Linked DNA regions of Mus musculus: regions 2 and 3 are each linked to region 1. A link is a contact called in public HiCAR-type and promoter capture Hi-C data. All regions are on one chromosome and are shown on one strand. Each heading gives the region's core, a stretch centred on a gene start, on an enhancer-like site or on the middle of the called end of the contact. The rest is flanking DNA. Distances are from core to core; before and after follow the strand shown. Region 1 holds the start of Lysmd2 (LysM, putative peptidoglycan-binding, domain containing 2). Region 2 overlaps Lrrc1 (leucine rich repeat containing 1). Region 3 overlaps 5730403I07Rik (RIKEN cDNA 5730403I07 gene).

Region 1 (3,631 bases), core at 631-3,130:
AATTCCAGAAGAACGTGTGTCACATGGGAGAGAACAGAAAAAATAATGGCCTCTTTTGGATATCACAGATTCATAAGTATACACATACTAGCCTAGTAGCTAAGATGCACAGAAACCAGACAAAAGTGACCCTCCTCCTTCAGTGAGCAGGATGCCGAAAGCTCTGGCTAAGAATGCAAACCGGAAGTAATATTTAGAGCAAAGAAGACCCTTTATCCCTGTGTCAACTCAAGCCGGTCTTGGTAATAACCATATTTGGAAATACCCTGACCACTTATCTACCTTCTCATCTGCAGAAAGATGAGCCACACCTGTCTCCCCTTAGGCTTCTTATGAAAGCCAAATTAAGTAAGAAAAACGCGGAAACAAACAGAAGCAGGAGAGGTGGCTCCGTAGTTAAAAGCACAGGATGCTCTTTCAGAGAACCAGGGTTCAATTCCCAGCACATGCATGATGAGTTACAAAACCTCTGTAACTTCATTACCAGGGTAACTGACACCCTCTTCTGGTCTTTCTGGGCACCAGGCACACAGAAGGTGCACATACATTAATTCAGGCAAAACACTCATACACTTAGATTTTTTTTTTCAGTTCTGTTTTTCCTAGGCTCTGACCCAAACCAGCCCTCAGTGAATGCTTGAAGGCAGGCTGTAAGAACATTTAGAACTGTGGAGAAGGGTCTCAAAATGGTTTGATCAAGCTCTCAAAACGCTTAAATGATAGATAGAAAGACTTGCTGGTAAACAAACACCTGGTTAAATATGCAAAATAGGTTACTCTGAAGATACAGGCGAGATCATTTTAATTCTGACTGCTGCCCCGACGCTTTCAGGAAAGATCATTGAAAACGGATACTGAGTTCCAATGTAAAAAGGCCATCACACAGCTCACAGTTAATTATAAGTAATTTTAATGAAACAATTTGTTCCCTCGGGTTTCCGTGATCTTCCCCAAGGTGTAATGAAATATACCCAAGACGCACACCCTTATAAATTCGTAAAACACGGCCCTCCAGCTCACCTAGACCACAGTTCCAGGCTGCTGTTTAGACAGGTGTCACGTTCAGGGTCGCCAGTGAGCACAGGGGTGTAATTTCACTTCTAAATAAAGAAGCAGAATCGATAGAACCAGAACCATCCACGGGAAGAACTGTACATCCTGACTCATCACAGCTTGTTTACACAGCGCAGAATTCGTATCGGTGTGGCTTTGAGTAAATAGGTAGTGAGCTCCGGGGAGGAAAACGGGGAAAGGTGGCTGTGGGTAGTGCCCAAAACGCGGGCCTCCTTGTTTCTCGCGCGACAGATACGAGCTGAGACTGGCAGGGCACTGGGAAGGCCATGCACTAGCTGGTCGGGGGAGCTCTGGCGGCCGCCCCTCTCCGCAGCAGCAGCAGCAGCAGCAGCAGCAGCAGCAGCAGCAGCAGCTTAGGCGCCCACTGCAGTTGCAGCAGTGCGCGCTGGGATGCGGCGCGGGGACGCGGGGACGCACGGCCTGTTCCCCACCCTCCGCTCCCACCCCCGACCCCGCCCGAGGGCCGCAGGTCCGGGGCCGCGGCGGCGCGCCCTGCTCACCGTGACTCCGTACTTGAGCGCGATGCCCTGAAGCGTGTCCCCGGCGCGGACCCGGTGCTCCACATGGCGCTCGATGACGCCGGCGCCCAGAGGCGCCCGCACGCTGGCCGTGCTGCCGTACGAGCGGGTCTTGGTGCGGGCCAGGCTCAGCGACAGCTCGGCCTCCTCGGGCTCCGAGGTGGAGCGAGAGCGCGGCGGAGGGGAGGGCGCCGAGGGCCGGTGCGCACGGGGGCCGCCTTCCCGCAGGGCCGGCGCAGGCGAGAGATCCGCCATGGGTCCTGCCAAGGCCGCCCGGGCGCCGAGCTCGCCAAGGGGGCGGCGCCTCCTCCTCCGCCTCTTCCTCCTCACTGGGGCTGCGGCTGGCCGTGCCGCGGGGGCGGCAGGCGCGAGGCCGAGGCGGGGAGCTGCGGGACCTGCATGGCGCGCGCCGCCCTCCGCGGCCGGCTTCTCCACGGCCCCAGAGGTCCGTGTGCTGGTGGGGTTAAGGGAGCTGAGCCCGGACTGCAGTGTGCGGGTCCTGTCGGAGAAGGCCCTGCGGAAGCGGGAGCTCGCCGAGGCCCGTGAGCCGACAGAGGCCCACGGAGGAGTCCTGGGACCCATGTGGACCCCAAAACCGTGCAGACAAGAAAGAGTCCGCCCAAAGCCTGCCCTGGCCACAGTACACCCCCACCAAGCTTTGCTTGCCTTTCCGGATTCCTCATTGGGCAGCCTGCTTGCTCAGTGGTACCCCCTTAATGACATCAAAATCTCGGTGGCAGGAAACCTTAAGATCACTGAACATAGATACAGGTCCCTGTCCACCTGGGTGGTACAGGTCTTCTGACATCCTCCCAACACACACGCACAACTCACGCGCACACCCTTGACAAGGTACTGACCTCAGTCACACACTAAGCCAGTGCTCTTATCACCGACCTATGTATACTAAGTCTTTCTGTTTGGTACTCAGGCCTGCTGGGTAGTCTGCTGGGAGCTGACTACCCTCCAATTGTTGGTAGTCCATTCCTCTTTGAAGACCAGTGCCAGTTTCAGGCCTAGGCTTGTGCAGAGTTAACTGGAGTCTTCTGCCCTAACTCTTGAGAGATGCCACCCCCACCCGTTCATCCATCCTTCCCTCATCCCCACCCCAATCCCCTTACACACACACACACACACACACACACACACACACACACACACACACCCGACTCTAGGTAGAAGAGAAGAGTTCTCTTGTTTCATTGGTTTTCTGAAGTTTGGTATGTTGCTGTGCCCACAAAGACAAAAGAAACCGTTTAGGACACACTGGAGGAAGAAGAGCGGCAGCAGTAGTCCCCAGTATCACCCACCCCTTAAAGATTCTTCAGTTTTTCCCTGAATATAAACCCACATTGGCACCCAAGTCAGTTGTTTTTACTTTTCACATATATACCGCATCCTGACCAGAAAACTTAACCTCCTTCCTTACTCCCATCTTCATGTTTCGCCTGTGTTGTTCCCTCCATCAGCAACAGTATTCTCCCAAAACCCTGTCTACTGCTCATTTGTCCACTTTTAGGTTTTTTTTTTTTTTTTATCTATGTGTGTGTGTTCTGTATGCGTTTTGGGTGATCGCGGAGGCCAGAAAAGGCTGACAGATCCGCTGGAGCTGGGATTGCAGGTGGTTGTGAGCTGCCCGATGTAATCGCTAAAAAACCAAATCCATGTCTTCTAAATGAACAAGACACTCTCTTAAGTGCTGAGCTATCTCTCCAGCTCTATTTTGAAGAAAAGGTTCCCTGTAGCCTGGATCTCTTGGTTCCTGCCGCCGCTACTGTTACTAGGATTACAGACTGTACCATCACAAGTGGTTGGTGCTGTGCTGTGGGCTGAACCTCAGCAAGCTCTCTACCAGATGAGCTACACCTCTGGCCCCTGCATTTTAGTGTTCTTTTTCTGAAACACGGTCTGACCTGTATAGGCCAGGATGGCCTTAAACTCAAAATCCTCCTGCCTGAGCCTCCAGAGTGCTGGGATTGCCTGCGTTTCACTACATCCAATTTGTTTTGTGTTTGTTGCCTGGGACTCATGCTGCCAAA
Region 2 (3,631 bases), core at 765-3,264, 1.9 Mb before region 1:
TGTTTTTGTAACTTTTAAAAGTAGCTTCAGTCTTCACTCCTCCAGTTGGCTGGATATCATGTGACTTACCTTGCTCAGTTTGGTTTGGTTTGTGAAACGAGGTCTTAGTATCTAATTCTGTCAGGCCTGCTACTCATTGTGAAGCCCAGATGGCCTTGAACTTGTGGCAGTCTGAGTTGTCAGCCTCCCGAGTACCAGGGTTATGGGTGACTGTGACCAGCACTGGCTCCTTTTACTGAACAAAACAAAACAAAAACAAAAACGAAAACTAAAACAACCTGTGAGTTGTAGTTCAGTTTCTGTCTTTCAGACACTGTAGGCCCAGAAAATTATTTGGAAGTGGATCATTGTTACAGTAGTGAAGAAGGGTCCCTCCCTTTTTAAAACCCCTCCTCCATGGCTCTCTCACATTCCGTCCTGGAAGCTGGGAGTTGCCTTTTGACTATGCTATTTCATTGACTTGGGTCCTTTATCTACCCTGAGAACCATTTCTTGTTGTAAAGTACTGGGGAGAAAAAGTCGTGCTTTAAACTGGCTTATGCATCCCAGAAGGAAAGATAGCCCCAGTGAAGTGGGTTTTCCACTTAGGCTGGAGCAGAGTGGATGTTCCAGTAGCTACAGTTGATACCACTTGGGGTTCATACCCCTCCCCCCCACCCACTGCCTCTGTTCTAGCTGCTGTGTCCTTCCCTCTCCACTAGCCTGCTCTCTTGGAACCACCTTGTGGTATTCCACCCCCCCCCCCCCAACCGGCAGCTTTCTTTTATGGCCCATGTCTGTGTACTTTTTCTGCTTCTGTCCCTGATGTGGTACCCATTTACCAGTGACTCCTTGTTAAGGGCACTCTTCAAGCTTTCTGTTTTGTACCAACCATCAGAAATAAGCTACAAGATGGCTGTCCTGGGAGATGAGAGCAAGTCACATGAAGTGACTCTTCCCTCCCTGAGGGTTTCTGGTCCTGAGCAGACTTTTTCTACACTGGAGTTGAGAGGGGGACCTGGCCTGGCTGGAAGTGCATCTAGAAAGTGACTGTATGATAGAAATGACTTCTCAGCTTAGCAGTAACCTGAGTTACTTACAAAAAAAAAAAAATTACAAAGCTGCCTGTTTACAAAGAAGCAGCAACCAACTTGAAAGAAACTGAAATCACAAAGTAGAAATTGAAATTGGAATTACAAAGGAGGAATTAATAGGGGCCAGGAAATACATGAAGAAGGAGAAGCAAGGATAGTTCTGTGTTCCCTGTGATGGGAAGCCCTGGGAGGTCGATAGTGGCTGTTTGCCTCCTGGCCCCACAGTTCTCAGGGCAGCACTCTGAGAACAGTAGCTAGGAGGGAGAGCTACATGCCTCTTCCATGCGCTCATTTTTAACCTCCAGCATATTGACAAATGAAGCTAAGCATGCCTGAAGTCTGTGACAGGGCATAGCGTTTCCTGCCCCCCAGGGCACTCACTCTGAACCTCTGAGATTTCCAAATCAAGCCATGCCTTCTTCGAGCGGTGGGGCCTTATGAAGGACCCAGCATTTTTTTTCAAGTTCCCCCGAGGCTGTTTGAGAAATGCTGAGGGCCCTAACCTGTCCTAGAAGAGCCTTGCCTTCATTATCTGGCTGGCTAGGGAATGTGGTAGTTTGGGGTAGGGGATGCAGGTTCATGGGATAGGGGCAGGAACCGCCCTACAAGTAGGAAGAATGCAGCGTGGAGCATGGGTGAGTTCAGGGAAAAGCCCTGCCAGAGTGTCAGAGCAGAACAAGGTCACTGCTGTATAACTAACAGCACAGGGTCTCAGGTCGCTCCCCGAAGGGCAGGCCTCAGTGTGCTTCCTCTCCCGTTTCCTTTTACTTACCGTTATTTTTCTGGCAGATAAAACGGCATCAATATAAATTTCCAAGGCAACCGAGCAGATAAATAAAGCCCACGATGCCTGCAGCCCGTTAGAGGCGGTGTGAGAACCTACTCTGTACTCTTTGGGACACTGAGGGTCTGGGGCCGTTGTCTGAGGCCTGTCAAGTCTCTGCTTTTCTGCTGCACTAATTGGAGCTGCCTGCTGCAGACAGAAGCTGATTGTCTTCAGTCCCCTGCCCACCAGGGCTGGCTGCTTTGATAGGGCTTTCAATGGAATGACAGTTCCTGTGTTTCTAAAAAGCAGTGCTTTGACCATGACGGAAGAAGGCAAGGTGTTGGTGCCAGACCACACAGCCATTGGATTACTGCGTGTTGAACTTGACCGTGCAGTGTCAAGCTGACAGTTTTGTTAAATTGAAGATTCTGAAGTAGTGAGTCTGAAGTGGCCTTGAGACTTGTGCCTTGGTTCCCAGGGGCTGCTGACCCTCTCAGCGGCTTCTAACCCTCCCAGTCTACCAAACAGACAGTAGCAATTTTTTTTAGAAGTCAGACTTGTACTCAGACTTGGTACAGACTTCGATCAGAAACCTTACATGATCGTGAGCCTAACTTCTCTCTGCCTCAGACAACCCTGCACCTCTGCTTGTAAGATGGGTGGCCATCAAGATATTCCTGGCCCAGGACAATATGCTACAGCTGATTTAAGCTCACGTTCACTCGGATTCTCTTTCCTTGCTTAAATGAAAGATAAAAGAGAAGGTTTGTGTTTCTCTCTAAGAAAGTCTGTAACTTAGATTTTTTTCCCCAAAGGATTATGAGGTGAGGGCGATGCTTAGGGCAGTGCTAGGCCGTGAAGCTCTCCCCACCCCCCTTTTTTTGGTGTGGATATGAAGTAGTGGCTACTCCCAGAATTACTGGCTGAGGACCTTGGGCCAGAGTCCTGGCTCTGTCATGGGTGCCAGAACTGCTTTGGATTGGCTCTTGGCTCTGCTGGCCTGTGAAGGGATGGAATGAGGTCCTACTTCTTGTCTGAAACAAGTGAGCACCAAGTTTCATGCCAAATAGGAAGGGACCGGAATATACCATCAGAAAAAGATACTTCGTGTTTTCCTTGACTATAGATTAAAGGATGGCTGGGATATAGCATATGGAGTTGATATCTGGGTATGGTGTTAAAAGCTTATATAAAACGGTATAGACTTAATATAGACAGGCCAAGTGTAAGGCATTTTCTGTAGTTCAATGCCTGTAGCTTGCTGCTGGAACTTTATGTCTGTTTCCTGTGTCCACCTGTTCTCAGCTGTCCTGGGGAAATGGCCTCTGGTCATAGAATTGACCTATCATATTATCTGATCTCCAAGGATCTGGGGCAGACTTCAGCCCCGGTGTTAGTAGATTGACTTTTGTAGTTGACACTAATTTGACTTCAGCCATGGCGTGTCATTCTCCTCTTAATTTAGTTTTCCCCATAGTATGAGGCCTGACCGCTGTCACTGCTAAAGATCGTTATTGATGAAGCGAAAGCCTGTAACATTTGCTATTGATTCATGTTGAGAATACTATCCATTTTCCAGTTTTATTCCATGAGTTGCTATGTATAAGGCCTTATAATACTATATTTATTCATTTCTGAATATTCTATTATTCATTTCTGGTGGTGAGAGTGGCTTTGTTTTTGTAATTTAAAACACTATGCTCTTTTGGGAAATAACTATTGAGATTAAAAGGGGCAATTTAAAAGAATAACGAAGAACACAGGAAGTGTTAGAGTTGAAGGTGCAGTGAGG
Region 3 (3,631 bases), core at 406-2,905, 1.8 Mb before region 1:
TTTTTTTTTTTTTTTCCATTTTTTATTAGGTATTTAGCTCCTTTACATTTCCAATGCTATACCAAAAGTCCCCCTTACCCACCCACCCCCACTCCCCTACCCACCCACTCCCCCCCTTTGGCCCTGGCGTTCCCCTGTACCGGGGCACACAAAGTCTGCGTGTCCAATGGGCCTCTCTTTCCAGTGATGGCCGACTAGGCCATCTTTTGATACATATGCAGCTAGAGTCAAGAGCTCAGGGGTACTGGTTAGTTCATAATGTTGTTCCACCTATAGGGTTGAAGATCCCTTTAGCTCCTTGGGTACTTTCTCTAGCTCCTCCATTGGGAGCCCTGTGATCCATCCATTAGCTGACTGTGAGCATCCACTTCTGTGTTTGCTAGGCCCCGGCATAGTCTCACAAGAGACAGCTACATCTGGGTCCTTTCGATAAAATCTTGCTAGTATATGCAATGGTGTCAGCGTTTGGATGCTGATTATGGGGTGGATCCCTGGATATGGCAGTCTCTACATGGTCCATCCTTTCATCTCAGCTCCAAACTTTGTTTCTGTAACTCCTTCCATGGGTGTTTTGTTCCCACTTCTAAGGAGGGGCATAGTGTCCACACTTCAGTCTTCATTTTTCTTGAGTTTCATGTGTTTAGGAAATTGTATCTTATATCGTGGGTATCCTAGGTTTTGGGCTAGTATCCACTTATCAGTGAGTACATATTGTGTGAGTTCCTTTGTGATTGTGTTACCTCACTCAGGATGATGCTCTCCAGGTCCATCCATTTGGCTAGGAATTTCATAAATTCATTCTTTTTAATAGCTGAGTAGTACTCCATTGTGTAGATGTACCACATTTTCTGTATCCATTCCTCTGTTGAGGGGCATCTGGGTTCTTTCCAGTTTCTGGCTATTATAAATAAGGCTGCTATGAACATAGTGGAGCATGTGTCCTTCTTACCAGTTGGGGCTTCTTCTGGATATATGCCCAGGAGAGGTATTGCTGGATCCTCCGGTAGTACTATGTCCAATTTTCTGAGGAACCGCCAGACTGATTTCCAGAGTGGTTGTACAAGCCTGCAATCCCACCAACAATGGAGGAGTGTTCCTCTTTCTCCACATCCTCGCCAGCATCTGCTGTCACCTGAATTTTTGATCTTAGCCATTCTCACTGGTGTGAGGTGGAATCTCAGGGTTGTTTTGATTTGCATTTCCCTGATGATTAAGGATCAAAACTGACTTCTTGTATGTTTTAAGCAAACTGTTTTGTGGCTTACAGAGAAGCATCATCTCAGCCTGGTACAACTTCACAACCCGTGGTTCATACTGATTTTTCCCTTGTTAAAAACACTGACTGGGATATTGTCTGGGCATCTGAGCATCATTAAATAGGTGATTCGGATTTTAACTTTTTCTTGAAGGTGATTGATTCATGGCTGTGAATACAGGGCTAGAAGTGTCCCTTTGATATGAGCCTCATATCCCAGGTCCTGGAATTTTTAAGTTAATAACACATGTAGGGAAGAGATTTGTTTAATGATGCACAGCTGTAAAGGGCAAGATCAGAATTAGGGCCAACACATCCAGTTCTTCATGAAGCCTGAGCACTGGGCTGGAGCACTGAGTTAGAGCACAGAGCGACCAGTGACTTCCTTGACCTTGGCAATTGTCTGGAACCAGTAATCCGTCCTGAGAATTGACATGCTCAGAGAGAGGGGCAAAAACAAACACTGGTCTCTGGCAGGCTGACAGAATCCACACATGCTCGACAAATGATTATCTTCGGTGTGAGTCCCTTGGCAATGAAGGACAGCTCTAGCCCGTAGCTGGGTGATAAAGATGATCATGCTAGAGAAGGAAAGAAACTCCCAGGGGAAGCTTGGCTCAGGAGGGTGTCTCGTGCTTCTTCGCCATTGCGGTTGCTTTTGCCGTGGGCAGCCACAATAAGAAAGGGGGCATGCGAAGTGTGCTGTTCACATAACAACTAGAGAGCCCATGCTGGCTGGAGCTTAGAGTCCAACTACCTGGCGAGCCAGAAATCACCCTGGTTTCTGGAGTTCAGCCTGGTAAGTTTGCTCCGCTGCCACCCCACCAGCTGCCTTTTATCATAGGGATCCCTACCTAGGGAGGGCTGAAGTTTGAGGCCAAGGACCAGAAGCTAATGGTGGCTTTCCAGATGGAAACCTTGGCTGATAAAACTAGATTTAATAAACATGGGAACAAGCCCACGGCAAGACTCCTGGAGCTCACTTCCTTGTGTTTTTAAACGTGGTGGTTTGGGACTGCTGAGTGACTTTGCCAGGGAATGGTACTGCTTTGGATGGAAGTGGCTGGGTTGTGTGCCCCGTGGAGTCGGTTCCACAGCAATGCAGAAATCGTGGTGTCTGGTCCTTTCTGGCCAGCAGGGGGAGTGTGCCCCACATCCGGATGGTCGGTGTTACTTCCTGTGCCTCCCCCCACTCCAGCGGGAGCCGTCAAGCCCAGAGTGGCCTGCCTGAGGTGACTCGACTTTCCCCTTGGCTTAATCCATCCCTGGCCCAGTCCTGCCCAGATAATCGATCCTACATCTGCTTCAGCATCTGCAATAAGTAACTTGTCTCATTTGTTTGGAGAACATTCAGTGGGGAAAAAAGTAACCGGACCCATAAAGTAAGCCTATAATGTCCCCCGGGGGTATTTCCCCTTTATGAGAGAGACAAGCTTTGTTTTCTCAATGTCTCAGAAGGGAGAAGTTGTCTAGTGTTAATATGAGGGTTACTTACAGTAGACTGACTCTCAACATGCTCACTCAACTACATTTTACAAGGGGGAGAAAAGGCTACTCAACTTTCTAGTAGGATCCAAGCACCCCCGGTATCACGTAGGTATTGTCGGCGTAAAGCCCATGTGTCTCTCCTCACCCACCCCTGCCCCTGCTGAGAAATCCTGCAGGACTCTAGGAGGAGCTTGATGAAGTGAGAGAGGGGAGGAAGGAGACATGGCTTCAGCCTGTTGCCCTGGCAACTTTGGTTCTCCCTCTTCCTGAGTCAGCTCTTGACCTTTTAATTTTCTGAGTAAGTTGGTCGGAGACTGTTTAGGATCTATGGGTTGGATGGGAAGAGGGGAACCGTCTGCAGGAATCAATGTTTATTTACCTGTTTGTGAGGCGGGGTCTCATGTGTCCTAGGCTGGCCTTGAACTCTCTGGATAGCTCTGGATGACCTTGATCTCTGATCCTCCTGCCTCTATCTGCCAACTGCTACAGTTACAGGCAGGCATACACCCCTGAAGACTGGCGGAATAAACCATCTTGCCTTGAAGGTGCTATAGAAACACCAAGAGGAGTTAACAGCCAACCAGTTTGTGGCTTTGGTATTTTGACTTTTGAGCAGTTGAGGATGGACATAAGCTACACAGAACCTACAAAGCGATGGACATGCATGAGCAGGCACGTTACGTGAAGTGTGAAGCATGTGTAGCTTAGCAGAGGGAGCAACTCAGTCCAAGTCAGATTTAGAACTGGCTTTAATATGGTGTTGTGTCAAGATCTCCTGGGTACCACAGGGACTGGATTTGGGGTGTATGTTAGGGCAATGATAGCATCTTGTCCTTATGAGTATTTCTTATTAGAACCACCCAAAAGAAAGAGTTGTATTAAAAAGCT

What was found. Promoter capture Hi-C pulls out the DNA fragments that hold promoters and counts their contacts. HiCAR-type assays count read pairs that join an accessible place to other places.
Region 2: a contact with region 1 is called in a HiCAR-type map of astrocytes, with 5 times the contacts expected there. The contact joins the enhancer-like site here to the promoter of Lysmd2 in region 1. A contact is called at or near these places in 4 of 39 promoter capture datasets (cranial neural crest, hippocampal neurons and liver), 1 of 115 datasets of contacts at active chromatin or transcription factors (astrocytes) and 1 of 9 other capture datasets (embryonic stem cells).
Region 3: a contact with region 1 is called in a promoter capture Hi-C map of cranial neural crest. The contact joins the enhancer-like site here to the promoter of Lysmd2 in region 1. A contact is called at or near these places in 7 of 39 promoter capture datasets (the 3T3-L1 cell line, cranial neural crest, hippocampal neurons and 3 more), 2 of 115 datasets of contacts at active chromatin or transcription factors (embryonic forebrain and embryonic limb bud) and 1 of 9 other capture datasets (embryonic stem cells).

Annotation. Positions count from the first base shown.
Region 1 is chr9:75,623,981-75,627,611 of GRCm38.p6, reverse strand. Lysmd2 (LysM, putative peptidoglycan-binding, domain containing 2) reads right to left here and starts at 1,880. Exons shown (of 3, transcript NM_027309.2): 1 at 1,575-1,880. The coding sequence starts at 1,847.
Region 2 is chr9:77,495,109-77,498,739 of GRCm38.p6, reverse strand. The region is part of intron 2 of Lrrc1 (leucine rich repeat containing 1); the gene reads left to right. Among named protein-coding and RNA genes, the nearest start is that of Lrrc1, 48 kb to the left of the region's middle. Within about 2 kb of position 2,014, at least 90 of the 459 cell types and tissues checked have an H3K27ac peak or open chromatin away from gene starts, as enhancers often do. A contact at or near this core is called in astrocytes, where this site is marked.
Region 3 is chr9:77,376,070-77,379,700 of GRCm38.p6, reverse strand. All of the region lies in intron 3 of 5730403I07Rik (RIKEN cDNA 5730403I07 gene), which reads left to right. Among named protein-coding and RNA genes, the nearest start is that of 5730403I07Rik, 22 kb to the left of the region's middle. Within about 2 kb of position 1,655, at least 5 of the 459 cell types and tissues checked have an H3K27ac peak or open chromatin away from gene starts, as enhancers often do.